3 separate regions of the Mus musculus genome follow, and all the other regions are linked to region 2. A link is a contact called in public promoter capture Hi-C data. All regions are on one chromosome and are shown on one strand. Each heading gives the region's core, a stretch centred on a gene start, on an enhancer-like site or on the middle of the called end of the contact. The rest is flanking DNA. Distances are from core to core; before and after follow the strand shown. Region 1 has its middle 74 kb from the start of Mir1895. Region 2 holds the start of Ppa2 (pyrophosphatase (inorganic) 2). Region 3 has its middle 33 kb from the start of 4930539C22Rik.

Region 1 (4,347 bases), core at 623-3,122, 1.0 Mb after region 2:
CCTGTTCTTATCTTGACTCTCCCCTCAAGGATCAGAGGTCTATGCAGATGAAGGGGCATAAAGATCATATGAGCCAGAGGTGGTGGATGAGTTTAAGGAAATAGCATTTCCAGACTCAAGAGGGTAGATGTGCCAGAGAGACTGTGACACCATCACATGATCTACACAAGTTCAAGCCAGATTAAACTCACCACAAAGAAGATGAGATAGGCACAGAATCCTACCTCTAGCCAAGAAACTATTTGCAAAATGATAGCTGCCGGGAAAGGAAAAGACAATTTTTGTCGCGCCCGCTCTCGACCAGCAAGAACGACGTGACCACCAGTCCTTCTAACAGCAGTTTATTCAGTCCTGATTCTTCTTGTTTATATCTCCCCCGAACCCTGGGCCTCTCACTCCTTTTATACTCTCTCTCATCCACGAACCGCAGGCCACGCCCCCTCGCCAGTCACGAGGCTTCAGCTAATCAGGGCAGCAGGGGCAAATCTCCACCAAATTGGATTCACCTGTATCCTGGTACACCTGCGCAGCACTCAAGATGTTTGTGTCTTATATGAGGAAGTCAGGTGCAAGTCATATGACTTAGCTGCAGTCCCTGGCGCCTTTGGGACTGCCGCCACACCCGCTCCCCACAAATTTTATCAATGGAATGATATTGAGTATATCAACCACACTGTACAACAGGTCCCATATGCAGGAGTAGTTGACCAACACAAATTATACTTCATGTCATGTTTTTTTTAATGCCTTTCCCTTTTCCCTTCTTTTTCCTTTCCTTTCCTTTCCTTTCCTTTCCTTTCCTTTCCTTTCCTTTCCTTTCCTTCCCTTCCCTTCCCTTCCCTTCCCTTCCCTTCCCTTCCCTTCCCTTCCCTTCCCTTCCCTTCCCTTCCCTTCCCTTCCCTTCCCTTCCCTTCCCTTCCCTTCCCTTCCCTTCCCTTCCCTTCCCTTCCCTTCCCTTCCCTTCCCTTCCCTTCCCTTCCCTTCCCTTCCCTTCCCTTCCCTTTCCTTCATTCCTTCTTCTTGTTCTCTCTCCCTCTCCCTCTCCCTCTCCCTCTCCCTCTCCCTCTCCCTCTCCCTCTCCCTCTCCCTCTCCCTCTCCCTCTCCCTCTCCCTCTCCCTCTCCCCCCCCCCTTCCCTTCTTTAGATAAAGAACACAATATAAAGTTGGGTAGCAAGGCAAGAGAATCAGGGAGGAGTTGGGAAACCAGAAAGATTATGATAAAATGTATTATATAAGCTTCCCCAAGAAAAAATAAAAAAGCAATTTTTAAAGAAATTTAAAAGTATATGAAATTGAAACAGAAAACTTGTATGTAGGGAGATAGGAGCAGAAATGGGAAGTGAATTTAATAAGAACATATTATATTCATGTATAAAATTCTCAAACCAATAAACTATTAGTATTTGATATATGTATTGATGAAAGCAAAATTAAGTTCATAATTGTTTGGAATGATTCTAATTTATTTAAACAAAGGAAAACATGATACCTATAGGCACAACTATTCTGTATTCATATTTCTAAACTAAAGATAATCACACATATGAGTATACAAACATGCATAAAACCAACTAAATATGTGAGAAGGGAAGGCAGGAGAACTTGATCTGGGTATACATATGAAAAAAATTGACTGGGCTGGCTTCTAATTCTCTAGGTATCAATATATTCTTTCTATGTGAAAAACCATGCAACAATCCAATTTTCTTTCACCAATTTTAACAGTAAAATAAATATATTAAGTAAGTGTTGAAGTGTTTGCTTTAATCTTCTACTCGAATGTCCTTGTGAATCAGTTGTTCCCCCTTTCACTCTCTAGGCAGTCCCTCAGAGAGTATTGTCAGCTTAACTGGAAATACTATCCAGACTCTGAATAATTTTCACCATCTCCATGGCTACCACTCTTAATTGACCCACTGACACTCTACTTTAGCCCAGACTTGTGCAATAACCCTATACTTCCTTGACCTACCTTTCTGTATAACCATGTGTAGCATACACAGTGTAGCTCTGCAGGCAGCTCAGGTCATGGTTAGCACTCCATTCTCTAGCTCAGGCCTCCCTTCTTGTGCACAGGAAGCTTCAAGGTCTTTACAATTTCCACATGGCTCTTCTTGATCTCTTTTTGCTTTCCTGAAAATTCTTCCTCTACTTACACCATATCTATCCTCTTCTTGCCATTTTGATATCCTCATTCATTCTAGACCACACTGGGTCTACTTCAACTTTAAGCTTTCTGCACACCCTGTTCCTTTCCTTATACTAATACTCACATCTCTCGTGTCCTAATTCTTTGTTTCCATGTTTTCTTCTTAACAAAGCTTTCACATGTCCCTACTTAATTTAAACAGCACCAGTATAACTAGGCACGTATAGGCAGCAGCAACCAGATTTGGGAGCTGATGACTGAATAAGACATGAAGTTGGGAAGGAAACATTTTAAGAGGAGGGAGGGGAATTTGAGAGGGAAATAGGTGAATATATATGATCATATTTCATCATATACATGTATGAAATTCTGAAGAATGATAAAAACTCAAGAAATCAAAATAAAATGTAGACTTAAGTTAATAAAGATAAGCATTACTACCCACCTATGAGCATTTATTCTTTTATGTGCCTGCAAATTATAATCTACAGTGTTATTTTACTTTTTATTCATTTTTGCATATTGCTTGTTTCCCACCATAGAATGTAAGTATTGTGAAGCCAGGGCTTTTGGTTTGTTTCATATTTGTTTGGAACAAATTAATTGCTTAATGCATGTCTGTGGAATAATAATGAGTGAATGATAATAATGAATGTCTGTGGAGTATTCCATGGGTAACTATAGCAGAAGGGAACCTTCCTAAATGAACATGCCTGACACACAACTCAGTGATGTTTGCTGTAGTAATGAGCTTAATAAATGCTTGTCTCAAAGTGTTTTCTGCAAAGACCTGTGATTGTTGCAATATCATTCTTAAATAAATTTTCTAAAAAAGAAATGCTTATGTGCAATGCAGGTTTACTATTTCCAGCATTTCCGTAAATGGGCCTGGTATAGCCTGAATCAGGTCATATCAGAAGGACTGGCACGTGACTAATGACCTTTGGTTGTTGTTTGGAAGTAAACCAAAGTATGGAGCTCTGATGGCCTGTTCTGCTGCTGGGATTTTCTTTCTCTTGGATCTAGGAAACAGGGATACTGGCACAGGTGCCTCCCCAAGGCTGCCATGTTAAGCTGACTCACTTCACAAGCTCTCGGAGATGGAAGTGTAATTGTGTGGAAGGTGAATTGATTGCAATTAACCCCCAGACTTCCCCTCAGGCTGGGATATTCTGCTTCCTTTGCTAGGAACGTGTCACCGTTGCCATAATACATAGCTGATGAAAACATATATCATATAGTGAAACACATATATTATAGGATAAAGTACATAAATCATGTAGAAAAACATGCATTATACTGAGATGATCAAATTATAAATGAAGCTCATAAGTCATAGCATTACACTGTTGAATTGTATCAGGAAACATAAATTATAGAGTGAAATCGCAGGGTCGCTGGAGAGTTCACTGAATAATGAAATGAGCGCCTATAACTTAAGAGGGAGTGGAATATCTCAGTGAAAATCCTATTGCGTATCACATTGAATAGTCCAGTTAATCCAGCTTTATCTCTTACACCTCTACATCCAAGGATTGCACTGTACAACATGGGAGAGGGGAAACAAACAAAACACCTACAAATGAAAGACTGAATAATGAAGTGCTGTAAGTAAATATGAGAAAATAGAAGGTTTCAAATACAATGCACATCTGTTGTCAGGTTTTCAGGTGGAAGGCAAGGGTAGAGTGGCTCACCAACCAGCTGTAAACTACAGGAAATGCCTCCTCCTAAAATGAAGAGCTTTGGGAAAGTCAGGGGGATGACCCTGAAGAGAGAGAACAGAGAGAAAGTGAGATTGTTTTCTTTTGCACGTAAACAACGTGGTTTGCTATATTGCATTGAACGATGAACACAAGCATTCATTTTCTATTACATGCATACCAAGGCTCTGTTTACTGTCATGAGCGATTTTCCATATTTGACCTTACTTTCCCCTGCTTGTTTACTGTATATATTTGTTCAACTCATGTATTAACAGAATTAAAAAGAAGCAAAATAGAAGATATAATTCCTTCACTTCTCTTTTCAAAATAATGGCTGGAGCTGGCCAAGGCCATGTGCACAGCCAATAGAGGAGGCCAGGGTAAGCCAGGTTTTCATAAGCCATGCATAGCAATGATACAAATCAGATCAATCTCTCAAAGCTTTTCAGTCCAGTGTTTGTCTGTGTGAATTATGTTCTCAATAAAGCAGG
Region 2 (4,818 bases), core at 1,259-3,758:
CATAAAGTTTCTACTGGGGCTCAATCAATCTCTTATGGTGAGACCCAGCAGAAAAAGTTACATATTTCTAATATACAATGGCACAAAATCCAACAGAGAGCAGTAAGGGCATAGTTAAGAATGATGAGACCATAGCAAGACCTAAACTGAGGAGGTGAACACCAAACTCTGCAGCTCTGTATCTGGCATCTGCAGCTTATACTGGAATCATCTGGGCCTCGTCTGGGGTGGTGGGTACCCCTGCCCACTCAGGTCTCCAACCTAGAGTTGACCATTTACATGGACTGCTTTCACTCCTGTTTAGTTGGAAAATCAACAGCATCTGCTTCACACATACTTCAGGAAAAGGAAAGCCATTTAATTAAAAATCTGAAAAGCTCAAAGGTTGTCTCTCATGTTAGCAACCTGGTATTTTGTTTATTGTGAAGTGACCATAAGCTAAATTTCTATAGACTAAAAGCTATTCAATATATTGCAAGTCCTGCAAGTTCCATGCTATAGTTGTCTCCTGGGCTCCACATTGGACTGGCTCCTGGACACCTCACTATTCTCAGATACAAAATCAGAATGATGGCTAAGCTCGGCTACATACCAGTCACCCCAACCCTCCAAGCTCAGCCAGTTTTCTCTTTTATTTGTAAATTCTGGATCTGTGCTCAAGAGCTTTTTGAACATTTGTCTTTACCCCTGTTTTGTAAAGTCCTAGAATTAAAAATTAAGACACACACTTACTGTCTTAATTTCATCATTACTGTGAAGAGACATTATGACCAAGGCGACTCTTATAAAGGAAAGCATTTAATTGAGAGTAGCTTGCAGTTTTAGAGGTTCAGTCCATTATTACTATGGAAGGAAATATGGCAGCATGCAGGCAGCCATACTAGACAAGCTGAGAGTTCTACATCTTGATTGGAAGGCAGTCAGGAGGAGACTGTGTTCCACACTGGGCGGAGCTTGGATACAGGAGACCTCAAAGCCAGGCCCCCACAGTGATACACTTCCTCCAACAAGACCACACCTCCTAATAGTGCCACTCCCTATGTAATTCAAACACATAAGTCTATGGGGGCCTTACCTATTCAAACCCCCACACTTGCTACATGATAGTGACAGATGTCCACAGAGGAAATTCAGCGAGTTAGGTTCCAAATGTCTACATTTGAAATGGACAACTATTGTTGAATAAATATCTTCAGAAATTTGTATTTTAAAATTAACCAGTAAGCCAACTTTGTTCTCATAACATGTATTGTATATTCGGTTTTGATCCACAGGTATTTCAGTAAATTATAGAAAATGAAAGATGAGATTTTATATGTTCAAAATCAAGCCATTTCTTTTTAATGCCATAAAGTAATATGTTCCTAAATCACATACCCGGAATTTGATGCTAATTTTAAGAATCTAGACTATTAGACAGCCCAGAACCTTGTTTCAGTAGGAATTTCTTTCTCAAATATCCAATATTTGAAGTTTAGGTGAAATTTTAAGCTTTCTTTTTTTAACATAGGCAGAATCATATAAATCAATGAAATAAACGCAGGAAGGAAATGTTTCCATTTTTTATAGGACAACTTAGCTTGCAACTCCGCCTAATCATGTTGACGTGTTACAAAGCCACTAATGTCAAAATTTTTTAGAGACTAGGCTAAGCAATGTCTAAGTGGCTAGTGGCACCTCTAAGAGATCCTTTCTGAAACCTGGGTAAAACCAGTTTGGGTTTTAACTGTCACAATTTAGATGCAGAAAGAACCCAGTAGGTGAGGATGTGAGCCTTGCTCACAGTTGGAGCAGAAACTGGTAGAGGTCCGGAAGACCATTCCAGTGAGGTCTTCCCAATCAACTGGTCTACAGAAAAGGGCAATGGTTGGTTCCTTCCTTAGAACCACAGCTCCCGTTGTTACTGGACCAGACTGCAAAGACTGCTGTTGTAACTAGTTGTGGCCACCGGACCAGACAGAAATACTTGTGAAGTATGCAATTGCAGAGAAGTTAAAAGTTACCTGTACTTGGGTTAAATATTAAAGGGCCTTATGGAGGAAGTGGCGTTTGAGGGAATTACAGATTTAGGATAAATCTGTGTCAGATGTCTTCACAAGGACGCTCGATCATTATACATTATAGTCGTGTGTGTGTGTGTGTGTGTGTGTGTATGTGTGTGCGCGCGCGCGCGCGTGTGTGTACACTCCCTCCTTCCGGCTTGGATGTTCCTTTAGAAATTTCTGGAGGTATGCATGCAACCAAGTGCTACATTAATGTAATCAAAGTCTGACCGCAGACACTGACAGTGTGTGAGTGGGTGCGTGGTGGTGAATTCCTGGGGCTTCTAAGGTCCTTGTCTTGATGGTCTTCGGCCTCTGAGGGCTTGTGGAGCAAAGTGGAGAGGTAGGTGGCCCCAGGAATGCAGAAGAGGGTGGGACTTGATGCCACTTGAGGCCGACCGCGGGGAGGCAGTGCGGGCTCCGGGCGGCAGGGGGCGCCGTCGAGCGGCCGCGCCGGGCCCAGCACCGACCCTGCGGTTCTCGCAGACCGTCCGCCATGCGCGCGCTGCTGCCGCTGCTGAGCGTCGGCCGAGGGTGGCGCGTGGGGGCCGCCGCCCGCCCTCCGCGCCGCGTCATGTCCCTGTACCGCACGGAGGAGCTGGGCCATCCCCGCTCGCAGGACTACCGCCTGTTCTTCAGTAAGTCGTTCGCCCAGCTCCGCGCCGGCCGGCGGAGGGGCCGCGGCGCCGTGCCCTGCCCTGCCTTGCTCTGCCCGGCCGGGTCCGCAGCCCGCGCCCAAGCCCGCTGCGGAGGGGACCGGTCTCGGTGCGCAGGGTGGCGCGGGGCCAACCGCCCTCTGCAGCGACCGCAGCCGGCCCGCGGCGCTGAGCTCCTCCCGCTGACCTCCGCGCCGTGGCCCGCCGCTCGCCCGCGCCGCCTCCTGGGCGCTGCTAAGCCCATCCGCCTCCGTACGGCCGCAGAACTTTGGGGACCGGGGTCTTCACTCCGAAAGCGAGTTTGCCTGCGACCGCGACCTTGCTGTCAGCGCAGGCGTACAGGCAGGGAGGAAGTGGGAGGAGAATGTGAGCCAGGCGCTGGGATAGGCTTGTGTGCACAACGCCATCACGAAACCTTTTGTTTGGTAAGGTTAACTTAAAAACAGCAACAGTCAACTGAGTTTTTAACCTAAAAGTTTGCACCCTGAATGCCATCCACAAGCAGGAGATTGGCCGGCGTTCTGGCGAGAATGTGGTGCCTTTTCTTGCCCTGTACGTTGAGCAAAACCTAGAAAGAGGGCCGTCTGGGCTGCCCTGGGCTGACGCCAAAGACAGAAAAGCTCCTGGCCACTTTCCTTTTTCTTTTCACTCTGTAGGTCTCGTTAACAATCGCGTGAAAATAGCCACGTAGATGGGTTGCTTTCAGGCCTCCTTTACTTAATACCAGGTAGCGGAGCGGTTGCAATGTCAAGGCTTGTGCACACCTCTTAGGAGGTTCCGCCCTGAAGAGGTGAAGCTAAATCTTGTTCCGAGACCCCCATGCTGGATGAGTGTCTTAACTTGCTAAGTATTAGAATTTTTTTCCCCTATAAGATAGGGCTGCAGAAGCGGCTATGTATGTTCAAAGAAGTCACCGGACTTATAGTATAACTTGAAATCATTAATAACTGTACTTTGATTTTTACAGTTACTTTTCTGGAGCTGAAGGTTGAAGATTATTTTGTGATAAAGGAGCAAACCTAGCTTAAACTCTTTTTTTTTTTTTTTTTTTGTATTATTTTGAGACAGGGCCTCACTGGGCAGCCCTGGGCAGCTTGGAACTCACAGTAGTACACCTCCCTCTGTCTCCTGGATTGAACACATGGGGCACTTCGAATGGCAAACTCTTGTCATTGTAATAAATCTTATAATAAATAGTTTCTTCACAATTAGTTTCTGTTTGCTCCTCTACAAGAGACCCTGTCTTGTTTCTTGTTGAGGCGAGATGGATTTAGGTCTTTTAAAAGAGGGTGTGTACACAACCGGATCCTGGGTAGACAACAGTCTCCAAACAAGAGCAACCATAAAAATAAAACAACAGAAGGAAGGGAAGCCCTTAATATGTGTGCTCATTTCTGAATGGGTTATATTCCCAAAGTTACAATGTAACAGCCACTGGGAGTGTTTTCCAGAAGAGATGCTGTTATATAATGGCAGAAAGCCCAAGCAGAAAAGCCTGTGGGTATAATACGGTGGACGTGTCTTGGGTTTTCAATAAGTGCAGTAATATGTCATGAATGTCTCCTATCAGAAACACAGTAGTCTTTCTACGGTGACAGAATTAATGGAATAACAGTAAATTGAGACGCTGCATGGGGTTTATGGAGCCCCACTTTACCCCTGACTACTGGCGCAGGCAAACACAGGTTCTTTGTGCACAGGTGCATGCCAGCAGTATGACGTCTTGATCCTTGGGTGCTGTTTATTGTATTTTTTGAGGCAGAGCGTGTCACTGATCTGGAGGTAGGTGAGGCTAGATGGCCAGGGGCCACCGAGATCTGTTGGTCTCTGCCTCCCCAGGACTGGGACAATAAGCATGCACCATCCTGCTTGGTTTTGTTACCTGGGTTCTGGGGAGCAAACTCACATCCTACTGCTTGCTTGCACAGCCAAGGGTTTTGCCAATTTAGTTATCTCCCCAGCTCAAACCAGGCTCTCGATTCCAATCTTAGTTACTGCTAACTCCAAGGTCACGCATACACACCCTGTGGTAAATACATCTCTATGTGTAGGTTACAGAATGGCTGCAGAAGAGTTAAAAGAGGCTGTAGCTGTTTTAGGGCTTCCCAGTGTCTATACAA
Region 3 (4,297 bases), core at 1,328-3,827, 1.1 Mb after region 2:
TGGAGAGATTGCCAGTGGTTAAGAGCACTTGCTGCTCTTGCAGAGGATCTGAATTTGATTCCCCACTTCATGTCAGTAGGCTCACAACTAACTGTCCCCTCAGCTACAGGTAGTTCAGTGCCCTCAAGAGCACTTGCATGAATGTGCACAAATACATGCACAGGAACATACAAATAAAAAAACATAAAATAAACCTTAAAATTTTTTTCTTAAGATGCTGGCGTGGATGTGGAGAAAGAGGAACACTCCTCCATTGTTGGTGGGATTGCAGGCTTGTACAACCACTCTGGAAATCAGTCTGGCGGTTCCTCAGAAAATTGGACATAGTACTACCGGAGGATCCAGCAATACCTCTCCTGGGCATATATCCAGAAGATGTCCCAACTGGTAAGAAGGACACATGCTCCACTATGTTCACAGCAGCCTTATTTATAATAGCCAGAAGCTGGAAAGAACCCAGATGCCCCTCAACAGAGGAATGGATACAGAAAATGTGGTACATCTACACAATGGAGTACTACTCAGCTATTAAAAAGAATGAATTTATGAAATTCCTAGCCAAATGGATGGACCTGGAGGGCATCATCCTGAGTGAGGTAACACATTCACAAAGGAACTCACACAATATGTACTCACTGATAAGTGGATATTAGCCCAAAACCTAGGATACCCAAGATATAAGATACAATTTGCTAAACACATGAAACTCAAGAAAAATGAAGACTGAAGTGTGGACACTATGCCCCTCCTTAGAAGTGGGAACAAAACACCCTTGGAAGGAGTTACAGAGACAAAGTTTGGAACTGAGATGAAAGGATGGTCCATGTAGAGACTTCCATATCCAGGGATCCACCCCATAATCAGCATCCAAACGCTGACACCATTGCATACACTAGCAAGATTTTATCGAAAGGACCCAGATGTAGCTGTCTCTTATGAGACTATGCCGGGGCCTAGCAAACACAGAAGTGGATGCTCACAGTCAGCTAATGGATGGATCACAGGGCCCCCAATGGAGGAGCTAGAGAAAGTAGCCAAGGAGCTAAAGGGATCTGCAACCCTATAGATGGAACAACATTATGAACTAACCAGTACCCCGGAGCTCTTGACTCTAGCTGCATATGTATCAAAAGATGGCCTAGACGGCCATCACTGGAAAGAGAGGCCCATTGGACTTGCAAACTTTATATGCCCCAGTACAGGGGAACGCCAGGGCCAAAAAGGGGGAGTGGGTGGGTAGGGGATTGGGGGTGGGTGGGTATGGGGGACTTTTGGTATAGCATTGGAAATGTAAATGAGCTAAATACCTAATAAAAATGGAAAAAAAAAGCACACACACAAAAAAAGATTCTTATCAGTGCTGTTCGGAGAGCTTAATCATTGTCCTTAAAAATAACAGAGGAATATGTGATAATGCCACAAAAGTCCTTGGTTATGCAAATTTGTGTTCTTTCTAAACCCATTTGCTATATTATGTTACATGGTTCATACCACTTTATAAATCACTGTAAGAATAAGAAACCTGACAAGTATGTTTAAGGTCATCCTACCTCCCTTGGTCTCAGCATTACAACCAGTAAGTAGCCAAGTTTGTGAATTTTACTTAGCAAGCATTTTTAGAACAAATGCATCCTGAACCTCGACTTTTATTTTAAGAGTTCATGTTCATATAAAACACTTTGATCATGGTTTTCTCTTTCCCCAGAATCCTTCCTTAGCCTTCCGACCTCCCCACTCATTCAATTTTGTTCTCTCTCTCTCTCTCTCTCTCTCTCTCTCTCTCTCTCTCTCTCTCTCTCTCTCCCCCTCCTTCTCTTTCTCTCCCTCCCTCTTTCCCTCTCCCTCCTGCTCTCCCTTGTCTCAAAACAAAACAAAAACAGTGAGACACAAAAATCAAAACAAATAAATGACTGTCAAGGCAAAAAAAAAAAATCAAACACAACAAAACAACAACAAAAAACCCTAACAACAACAACAACAACAAAAAGAATCAAAGTAAAGAAAAAAAAATAGCATTGTGTGGGCCAGCTACACTGGAGCCTGGAGCCTGCCTTGCAGTTTGGAATTTGGTGGTCAGAGTCTCACTTAACCCACATCACTTAAGCTTTATTTTAAAGTAGATGGGAATTAACAAAGAGACTCACAACTGTAGAGTGAAGAGAACAAGAAAATTTCCTAACTGGGATATGTTAGCCAAGTCCCTCCTCCCAAGGCTCAGGGACCTCTGTGGAAAGCAGGGCAGAAAGATTATAAGAAGCAGAAGTGCTGGATGACTACAAGAAAATTGTCTTCCAGACACATATAAACTCACAGAGGCTATGGCAACGTGCATAAGACCTGCACAAATTCAATGGAGTCCCAGCAGTGAGAGGGAGATACTCACTGTCAAAGGGAAAATCAGTGCCATTGAGCTTATCAACCACAAAACCTTTCATTTAAAAGGAGAATGCACAGATTGCCAATGCCTTGTGAGATGGAGATGCAGTCATACCTTATTCAGACAATACTGCTTAAGAGGATCCTTTTCAGGCTCCTATTCAGCTACTCCGGCTCTCAGACATGGTCCACTGGGACAGGCTATAGCCTGAGCTGGCAGCTGAACTTGGTGGTGTCCACATGGTGCAGAGTTGGCAGGGTTATACAATGCAATGTTGGCAGAGAAATGGAAGCTTGTGCCAAGAGTTCAGAAAAGAAACGTTAATGAGGCCAAGCAATGTGTACTAGGAAAAGATCCCCTTAGAAGCTGATGTGTGAAGCTATGACGATGAAGCTCACATTTCCTTGGAGATCCCAGGATGGTAACAAAGTCAGAAACACTGAATGAATGCCAAGGAGAGCTATAGGTTCATGGTGAAGCTGGCCCATGAGAGAGGCCACACACATTTCACATGGTGGGGCCTCAGAGTTAAGGTTATCAAGCCAAACAGAGATCAGGTGATGTCTTGAGTAACCAAGATACTGGACTTGGAGAAGCAGATTTAACATTTACCTTGCTGTCTTTTGAACTTGGTTTTAGTCATTGTCTTTGTTAGCCTCTGTTTCTCTGTAATTGGAATGGGATTGTTAGTTTTGGAACAATTTATCTTTTTTTTTTCTTTTTAAATTTCACAGGCTTCACAATTAAGGTTGTTTTCTTCTTCTTGTTGTTTTGTTGCTTTTTTAATCAAAGAAAATACTTTGGATTTCGATTTGGAATGTTGGAAACATTCAAGAGGTAGGAATTCTGTAAGTTGGAATGAGTGAATATTCTATTAGACACACATGAACCTATGAGGGAGGAAAGTGGTATGGTTTGGGTACAGAAGTCCTTCAGCAACTCACATTGAACTCTTGGACTCTAGGTATAGTACTATTTTGGGAAGTTCTAAAACTTTAGGATAATGGTCTGTCTGGTTGATGGGCTTCTGTTATGGCAGGCTCATAGGCTGCCCTCTTACAGGCTAGCTCTCTTTTTCCTTGCCTGCTCACATCTAACAAGCTGAGTTTCAAGCTCTCACAATCATAGACAGTGCCTACATACTCCTAACATGTCAGAATGGATCCCTTTAAACCATGAGTCTAATTAACTTCTCTGTTAAAACAGAAAAGTTCTATGTTGGAAGAGGAAGTGGATGAGGATTAGGAGGAAGAGAAAGAAAGAAAGAAAGAAAGAAAGAAAGAAAGAAAGAAAGAAAGAAAGAAAGAAAGAAAGAAAGGGAAAGGAAAGGAAAGGAAAGGAAAGGAAAGGAAAGGAAAGGAAAGGAAAGGAAAGGAAAGGAAAGGAAAGGAAAGGAAAGGAAAGGAAAGGAAAGGAAAGGAAAGGAAAAGAAGGAAAGAAGGAAGAAAAGACACTAAGCAGTGAAGTGAAAGAATAAGGGGTTGTCACTAAATAGAAGGTGAAATGAAAGCACATACAGTGTTAGAGTTGGGGCTGGTGAAACCAAAGCCACACATACTGGTAGCACACCAGGCATTGCCAATCATAGTAGAGGTGGAGTAGATCTTATGGATATAAGTGAGCATTCCAGAATGATAAGTGATTATATTATAAAGTGAAACACTAATGTTTGATTCAAAAGCAGTCAGCAATCCATAGTTAATGGCAGGGACTAAATTAGAGCCACAATTACAGAAGACAGAGCACAGATGAAGGTAAATAGGAACACATGACATCAAGAAAAGTTTAGGCTAAAATGGCGTGATCTATTACCCACTGCCATCAACACTGCAGTGCCCTCCTCTGCCCCATCTCTTACCAATTACCAGCCCTAGTTTTAACTGCCATCCTTCTGCACTTGGTTTTGTTGAGGGGGGATGG

What was found. Promoter capture Hi-C pulls out the DNA fragments that hold promoters and counts their contacts.
Region 1: a promoter capture Hi-C map of second pharyngeal arch cranial neural crest shows a contact between it and region 2, with 6 times the contacts expected there. The contact joins the enhancer-like site here to the promoter of Ppa2 in region 2. A contact is called at or near these places in 11 of 39 promoter capture datasets (the 3T3-L1 cell line, the C10 cell line, the HPC-7 cell line and 6 more), 1 of 484 Hi-C or Micro-C datasets (the HPC-7 cell line) and 1 of 115 datasets of contacts at active chromatin or transcription factors (astrocytes).
Region 3: a contact with region 2 is called in a promoter capture Hi-C map of the 3T3-L1 cell line, with 7 times the contacts expected there. The contact joins the enhancer-like site here to the promoter of Ppa2 in region 2. A contact is called at or near these places in 5 of 39 promoter capture datasets (the 3T3-L1 cell line, the C10 cell line, the HPC-7 cell line and 1 more) and 1 of 115 datasets of contacts at active chromatin or transcription factors (astrocytes).

Annotation. Positions count from the first base shown.
Region 1 is chr3:134,312,444-134,316,790 of GRCm38.p6, forward strand. No RefSeq gene overlaps it. Among named protein-coding and RNA genes, the nearest start is that of Mir1895, 74 kb to the left of the region's middle. Within about 2 kb of position 1,873, at least 4 of the 459 cell types and tissues checked have an H3K27ac peak or open chromatin away from gene starts, as enhancers often do. A contact at or near this core is called in second pharyngeal arch cranial neural crest, where this site is marked.
Region 2 is chr3:133,307,602-133,312,419 of GRCm38.p6, forward strand. Ppa2 (pyrophosphatase (inorganic) 2) reads left to right here and starts at 2,509. Exons shown (of 12, transcript NM_146141.2): 1 at 2,509-2,680. The coding sequence starts at 2,539.
Region 3 is chr3:134,388,519-134,392,815 of GRCm38.p6, forward strand. No RefSeq gene overlaps it. Among named protein-coding and RNA genes, the nearest start is that of 4930539C22Rik, 33 kb to the right of the region's middle. Within about 2 kb of position 2,578, at least 25 of the 459 cell types and tissues checked have an H3K27ac peak or open chromatin away from gene starts, as enhancers often do.